2 separate regions of the Mus musculus genome follow, and region 1 is linked to region 2. A link is a contact called in public HiChIP or PLAC-seq data. All regions are on one chromosome and are shown on one strand. The core of a region is the stretch at or near the end of the contact, and the rest is flanking DNA. Distances in the headings are between cores, read along the strand shown.

Region 1 (3,742 bases), core at 281-2,780, 53 kb after region 2:
TCAAGGCCAGACCAAGCTACATGAGACCTTGTCTCCAAAAGACGAAAAATAAAATTAAAAAAAAAATGTCTATGTAAGTCTAGAAACAGATATTAAAGGGAGGGAGCTACACACACACACACACACACACACACACACAAAATATTTTAAAAATCACTCTCTGACAGAGACTGCTGTCAGGAGTGTGATGCATAATCCTACTCCCCAGTCAGTAAGAAAACACATTTGCATTTCTGGTTTAAGAATCAGGGATTAGGGGCTGAGGTACGAGAGCCAGAGTTTGGATCCCCAGAACTCACATAAAATCCAGACAGATGTAGTGGTCCACAGGCAGATGTGGTGGAGGTCCATAGGCAGATGTAGTGGTCCACAGGCAGATGTGGTGGTGGTCCACAGGCAGATGTGGTGGTCCACAGGCAGATGTGGTGGAGGTCCATAGGAAGATGTAGTAGTCCACAGGCAGATGTGGTGGTCCACAGGCAGATGTGGTGGTGGTCCACAGGCAGATGTGGTGGAGGTCCACAGGCAGATGTGGCAGTCCACTTGCCGTGCTAGATCTCAGGCGGGAGGAGCAGAGGATCCCAGGGACAAGCTGGCTATCCAGACTTGCCAAATCCGTGGGCTCTAGGTTCAAGTGAGAGACCCTGTTTCACTATATAAGGTCAGAGTGATTAAGAAAGACACATGAAATCAACCTCTAGCCTTCACATGTATGCACATACAGACGCATATCAACCACATACATGCAAACACACACATACATATTACATGTACAAACACAGAGAAAAAATCATCAACCATACACATGCAAACACACACATACAAACACAGAGAGAAAAGTCAGTGAATAAAGAGAGTAGAGTTTTTGTCTCTGGACAGCAGCACACTGCTGGACCAGGTGTTGGAGGCAGTTGTATTTCTTTAAGGACACAGAGAATCCTGTGCACCTTACCTCCATCACACAGGTAAGAATAATTTAGGTGATAAACAGATGGTTCTGGGATTCCATCAGCAGTGAGCAGCTGATTTCTGAAATATCCCTCTGAACTGTTTGACAGGAAGAATATACTAGAATAGATTTATTGAAATGTGTGACATTTATTCCTAAGTTGATCAGTGTTAAAATCTATCGCAATGTAACTGAGAATATCAGTGCTCACTCACCTTAAAGAATGAGACCAGTAATTTGAGTTAGGACTCAAATCCCTGCTGTGTCACTTGGTATAAATTTTTACTACGTGATAGTAGTTACTAAAGTGAGGCGATATAAACTGGGTGTGAAGTTCAAGGTTGTATCCTCTGTTACATGAGTTTGAGGCCAGCCTGGACTACACGAAAGCCTGTCTCAAATTTAAAAAGATACCAGTAGCAAGCATAATGATGGTGACCCATCCACTGCCTGCCTACTCAGCACTCAGCCTTCCAGCCTTTCATTTCCCCAAGGTTTCCTAAAACTCTACCTCCTCAGCCTCCCAAGTGCTGGGTGACAGTGGGAGCCATACTTGGTTTGCAGCAGTGAAGCTCTTGCTGTGTATGATGTGGTAATCTCTCTTTTTTTCTTTTTCACTGCAGATTCAGCTTCTGAGTTGTGTTTAATCTTTAGAGTAGGATTGGTGAGTAGAGGAAACCAGATGTTTCGAAGAGACAACGTCATAGTGAAACTGAAAACATCAGCTAAGGAAAGATCTATCACACCTTTTGTTTCAGGGACAGTGAGCTTTGGGCCATCCGACTCCTTTTTATTTGATAATATAAAGTTAGTGGCAGGTACGGGAACACAACAGTAGTCCAGGCTGGCCTCAAACTCATGTAACAGAGGATACAACCTTGAACTTCACACCCAGTAATCCTGGGACTTGGGGTGAGAGAAAGAGGACAGCCTGGGATACGTAAGACCCAAATCAAAACAAAGGACAACAACAAAATGTTAATTCCTGCACATCATGAGACCAGAACAAGCCAGCCACACTCTTCCTGCTTGATTCTGCAGTAAACTGCTGTTCCTTCCAGTGCAATCTGGCCCATTCCTGCCCTGGCAATGTGATACACACAGGACTCAAACTCACAGCACAGACACTGGGATGTGAGGGAACTGCAGCCAAACTCTTAGTTTTAACCTTTCTAACCTTTCTGAGACCCTAAGCCCAGGCTAGCCCATGAAGTATGGCTGCTCTTGGCCTCTTCATTCTTCTAAACTTCCCTCTGTCTGCTGTGTAGGCTTAGATTAGATTAAAAACATTAGTGGAGCTGAGAAGACATCTCCAAAGTGCAGTGGGTATGTTAGCATCTGCCAGTGTAGGGGGAGAGATGGAGGCTTACAGCCAGCCTAGCCACCAATGAGCTCCTGATTTACTGTGAAAGATCTTGTCTCAGGAAGTTCAGTGGACAACAACAGAAGATGTCCACACAGACCTCTGATGTCTACATGCACAGGCGCCTACACACAAACATCTGTGCACATGTATAGCATATGTATACACACTACACACAAAAGAAAACCATTAATAAGTAGAGAAATGTATGCATGTATTCCTAACATACCCATGCCCAGAATTCCAACTGCTCTGAACTTTTAAGGTGAACTTTTAAGGTAAATTTTAGAGGTAGTGGAGACTAAACCCAGGGCCTTATACATGCTACATACACATGGTACCAGAGTTACATGCCATCCCCGGTAATATTTATTCATGAAGTATTTACTTTCTGACCTGCACTGATAAAGACCCTGGAGATGTAGTAATAAACAAGACAGACATGATCTTGAGTTATAAAAAAGTAAATAAAAGAAAATCATCAGGAAAATAAAGGTGAAGAGAGAATCTCTACGTAATGTATGAGAGCATCACCTGTCAATTAAAAAAAAGCCTATGGCCAATGAGCTGAGGCAGGAAATAGGAGGTGGGAGTTCCGGCAGAGAGGGTGAGGGATTCTGGGAAATAGTCAGACTCACTAGATTCACCTGGAAACTCTGAGGAGACAGATAAATAAACCAGCCATGTGGCACACTTAATAGAACAAACTAGATAATTGAGGTACAAGCTATTTAGGGAACAGGGCCAAGGTTATTGGCCTAAGCATTCATTAATAAATAATTAGTCTCAGAGTCATTATTTCTGGGAACAAGGTGATCAGGAGTTACATGAAGATAACTTGTAAATGCAGTTGCTCTGACACAAGCCAGCCTATCGTGATCTCCCCAGGTTTGTCTGGGATCAGGGTGTCTACAACACCCTTCTCTAAAACACATCTTAGAAAGCACCCCACAGGATCACCACTCTTCACAACATGAAAGGGAGAAGAAAATAGAAGACGCGTCACAGCCATATTATTACACATTCACACACGCTGAAAAGTGGGGAGACGCTATGGCCCTGGGTCAAAGTGTTGAAGGACATCATCAGGCCAGAAACTACAATGCAACCCCAAAAGAATCCTGTGGGGTGAGACAGTCTCTGTTCAATGTTCTTTCTGCTTAGGCTGGGAAAAGCCAATCTCTGCACTGGGTGTTTCCAGGGCCCAGCCAGGGTTTGGATAGAATCACAGAACTAGACGGTCAGATCTGGAAAGTCCCCTTGAGAGCAATTGGTCTATCTTCCTCAGTTTACAAAAAAAAAAAAAGGAAACGTACCCAGAAAGGATGAACCTTCTAAAAGTCACTTAGAGCTCGGTTAGAGAATACATGTTCTCCAGTTCAATTTTCTCTTTCTTAGCACAAGAGGAGGATACATTTTGTTTCCCCCTT
Region 2 (4,271 bases), core at 161-2,660:
TTCTACAGCCCACTGTGAAGTGGCTGAATGACACTCGGCTCTAACCTCTCTGTGTTTGTTTCCTTGTCGGGTCAGCAAAAGTAGCGTGCAGCAGTTGCCACAGCACATGGCCTAACCTGTGTTATCTTATAGAAAGGAGGAGGCTCTGCAGCATGGTGACTTTCTGGACTTTTAGCCCAGCTGATTGTTGTTTTCTTGTGGGGAGGAAGTCTGATCCACAGGCTAGACAAATGTTTGTGGGCTCCCTCCCTGTTAGCATTAGACTTTCTGTCTCTGTTCAAGAAGCAACACAGTAAAGGGAGTTGAAGGTGCAGGCCAGTGGCACACTTGTAACCCCAGTACTCAGGAGGCAGAGGCAGGCAGATCTCTGAGTTCCAGACCAGCCTGGGCTACATAGAGACTGACCCTGTCTCAAGAAGGAAAAAGAAAAGAAAAAAAAAGTAAGTTTATGTTAAATATGAAACCTAAAATTTGAAATTCCAACTATTTATATTCTGAAGAGCCCTAAATATACAGGCAGGATTCCTTCTGAAAAACATATACCTGATTTCTTTTTCATTTCTGAGGAAGATGTTTTGCATAACATCTGGGGTTTCTGTGAGCCCTCGGCTTTCTGAAGACATGGCATCTTGAGCTTCTGTGTTCTGGGTCACAGGGAGCCAGTGTTTTGTTTCTTTGAGTGTGAGTATAGGGTGATAAGGACAGATATTCCGGTTAGTCCTCTGTCATTTAGTTCTGGAGAGAAGGGTAGATCCTGGCTCAGTTTTTAGAACAAGATAGTCTGGTGCTGAGTCACATTTGAGAACTCTAACTTCTTTAGAGTGCCACAGTTAAACTTGCTTTAGATTTTTACCAGCACCATTCTTAGTGAAGCACTTCAGCCAAGCATCATGCCTGTAACCCAGCATTCACGAGGCCAAGGCAGGAGACTGAGCTTTGTAGTGAGACCCTATCTCATTTTAAATGTAGGTAAACCTATGAAACCTAAGACTTTCTTTGCTTTCATTTGAGTCTGTTCCCATAGACTGTCAGGTATTGTACTTGTTATTTAGGACTTAAAAATAGGGTCTTATCCTGAACCCAGGCTAGCTTAGAACTTGTGGTAGTCCTCATACCCCAGCCTCAAAAATGCTGGGATCACAGATGTGAGCCTCCACTTCAGGCTTCATGTATCTATTTACATTGCTGGCATGATAAGCACAGAATATATAAACATAGTCTGTCTTTATTTTAGGCAGAAAATTCCCTCATACCCCCTCCTTCCTAGCTCTAAGAGAAGATAGGAGGGGCAAGGGATATAGTCACTGTATCTTCATGGCCTTTGTGCCTGGTGAGCAACAGAGTGGATTCCCACCCTGCAGCAGAACTCTGTATGAACCCAGTAATTTCTCAAATCTGATAGGTTAAAGTGTGGCTTTTTGTTTCCTGTCCTTCCTCCACCCATAACCATACTGTGCTTTCTGGTGACATTTACTCTCACAGACCTTGTCACAGCTCTTTCTTCACTTAGATCACTTGTACGTGAGGGAGATGGTTGTCCAGTACCATTTGCAACAGCCCACCTGCTCTCAGAAAACTCCCTAGGAGACAGTGCTCCTGCTTCAGTGTTGAGGGTGGAGTTCTGGGATATCACTGATGCAGGTGCCCTAGATGTTTAAGAAGTGATCATTCAGACCACCGTGATCTACAGTGTTCTAGGAGTTTCCAAGTGGAGGCCCTGGTGCTTTAATGTGGTGCCATGACTGCCGCGGTAGGAATCGGAAAGGAGGAGAGCACTGAAAATCCTAGCCTGCTACTGACTTTCACTGCCGTACAGATGGATAACACAGCATTGAATCTGCTATTTAATTCTAATTGTTCAATAAACCAAAACTTGGACTCTTTATGTGGCTCTCTGTCTGGGGACAGGATGCAAACCCAGACCGCTGGGTCTTCTGAGTCTCAGTGAGCCATTTTCACAGCTCCGAGTCCTTGACTCTAATGTTCTATCAAAGATCCCTCAGTAGTCATGCCCATACTTTGAAGCTCTTCCTAGCACTGCACATAGTTCCTGTTAAGCAGGTGTTAGAACAACAAATGGCCTGTCCTAACCTGACGTGTTCTCTCCGTTTGATGTGTAACATATGTGGAGCAGTGGGCTAAAGGGCGTGTCAGGGGGATGCTGTCTGACACTTGGCTTTGCTTTGTTGTTTGCCACACAGTAAAGAACCAGCTTCAGATGTCCCTGTGTTTTCCCTGGAGTCTCCCTGAGAAGTCTCTTCCTGCTTTTGATTTTATAGGTTAATGAGTTTGCAGTACCTGTTTTCTTCGAAGTGTCACCTGCAGTCCTGCTACTGTCCCCTCTGCCCTCACAGACTTTATGTATTAACTTTTAAAACATTCACTGCTATCCACATTCTCTACCAGTGACTTTAAAGATAGAAAACACATTGTCAAATATCAACTCTGATGTGTTGCTATATCTTAAGAAGTTTTTCAGTTCATTGTTTTCTTTGGTATCCACTATTAGAAGTTTGAAGGTTAAAATAGTTACTTCAGTTCTTTCAATGCGTGATGGGTTTTTTTTTTAATTTTTTATTAGGTATTTTCTTCATTTACATTTCAAATGCTATCCCAAAAGTCCCCCATACCCTTCCCCCCCACCACTCCCCTACCCACTCACTCCCACTTCTTGGCCCTGGGCGTTCCCCTGTACTGGGGCATATAAAGTTTGCAAGACCAAGGGGCCTCTTCCCAATGATGGCCGACTAGGCCATCTTCTGATACATATGCAGCTAGAGACACAAGCTTTGGGGGTACTGGTTAGTTCATATTGTTGTTCTACCTATAGGGTTGCAGACCATGATGGGTTATTTTTAATGAAAAAGATTGAACAGGATAATTTAAACTGAGGGTAGAGCACATACCTGTATTCTTGGGAAGCTGAGGCAGAAAGATCACTTGAGTCCTGGAATCAGAATTAGTCTGGGCAACGTAGCCTATGTCAAAAAGGAGAGAAAATATATACATGGGCCTAGAAAGTCGGTTTAACAAAAGTGGGGTAAGCACTTGATAAGATCCTGCAGGTGTACTTCACAGATAACTTAGAAGTGCTTCCTCTTTGTTCATTCCCTAGTTCAGTCTTTGGGTTTGTTGTAGTTTTGAAGTAGTGACTTTAGACAGTCTCTGTATTCTGAGGCGCTCTGTTTCACTGTGTCCAGAAGCTCAATGGCAGCACAAACGAAGCAGGGGTTGAAATAGGAGTAGATCCATGGCACCAGATGGATGACCATGAAAGGAAGGTAAAGCCAGGCCATGGTGGCATACAACAGGAATCACTGCAAAGGCAGGTAGATCTCTGAGTTCAAGGCCAGCTAGGTCTACAGAGTGAGTTCTGGGACAGCCAGGGCTACACAGAGAAACCATGTCTTGAAAATCAAAAAAGAATGAGATGGGGTGGAGGAGAGGAAAAGAAGGATAAAGAAACAAGAAAAGGAAAACTCTTAAAGAGATTCAGTTATATATGAGGAATGGTGTTTATAAAGTATAAGATTTGTTTACCCTTACAGTATGCCACACATGGAAATGCCATGTGTCTATCCCAGGAGTCAAAAAGGTATCTTGTGGGGAAAAAAAAAGACAAAATCACTACATTAAAACAGAGTCTAAGAGCTGGGCATAGTGGTGCATGCCTTTAATCCCAGAAACAGATGCAAGAGAATCACTTAAGCCTGGGAGTTTGGGTCTAGCCTGAGTAACATAGTTGGTTCATGGTTATTATTCTTTTTGGAGCCAGTTGGTTGCTCTGTTGGCTGGTTTTAGGACAGGAAGTAAGTTAAAAATTACAGACACTTAGCTCTGATTCCTCTTGACAGAATCTTCACTTCCCATGAGGCAGTCCCGGCAGGAACAAAGGTGTTCTAGAGACACTTGTCCCCTCCCTTTGCTGTACTGCTGAAACAACACCCCACCACCACCACCACCACCCCCCACAAGAAGTAAGCTAATTGTCATCAAAGGTCCATGTTATAGGTCTGTAGTCACTTAACATTTCTCTTAGACACTAGGATGGGGAAGAAATATTTTCAAAGGAAAATATTAAGGTTCCTCCATCTACACTCCCTTCTGCCTATCAACCACTTACAACTTTATTTGTAGTTCTCTGAAGAAGGTATGCACCACCACACCCTCCATAGCCACTGACTTCCATGTGCCTACGTCCTCCTGCTTCAGCTCTGTCTTAGTAGTCTTTGCAGGCTTTCTCGGGAGTCATTGTCTACACACAGGTGTAA

What was found. HiChIP or PLAC-seq counts read pairs in DNA pulled down with a chosen protein or histone mark.
Region 1: a contact with region 2 is called in an H3K27ac HiChIP or PLAC-seq map of CD8 T cells, with 11 times the contacts expected there. The contact joins the promoter of 4930428O21Rik here to the enhancer-like site in region 2. A contact is called at or near these places in 1 of 15 datasets of contacts at CTCF or cohesin (CD8 T cells), 5 of 484 Hi-C or Micro-C datasets (CD4 T cells, memory CD8 T cells, natural killer cells and 1 more) and 6 of 115 datasets of contacts at active chromatin or transcription factors (CD8 T cells, the SCID.adh cell line, bone marrow-derived macrophages and 3 more).

The regions. Positions count from the first base shown.
Region 1 is chr5:107,701,950-107,705,691 of GRCm38.p6, forward strand. It overlaps 4930428O21Rik (RIKEN cDNA 4930428O21 gene), which reads right to left and starts at 1,531. Exons shown (of 3, transcript NR_045871.1): 1 at 1,461-1,531; 2 at 300-624. RefSeq lists an enhancer at 1-2,441.
Region 2 is chr5:107,649,186-107,653,456 of GRCm38.p6, forward strand. The region is part of intron 11 of Rpap2 (RNA polymerase II associated protein 2); the gene reads left to right. Among named protein-coding and RNA genes, the nearest start is that of A930041C12Rik, 17 kb to the left of the region's middle. Within about 2 kb of position 1,411, at least 39 of the 459 cell types and tissues checked have an H3K27ac peak or open chromatin away from gene starts, as enhancers often do. A contact at or near this core is called in CD8 T cells, the SCID.adh cell line, memory CD8 T cells and 2 more, where this site is marked.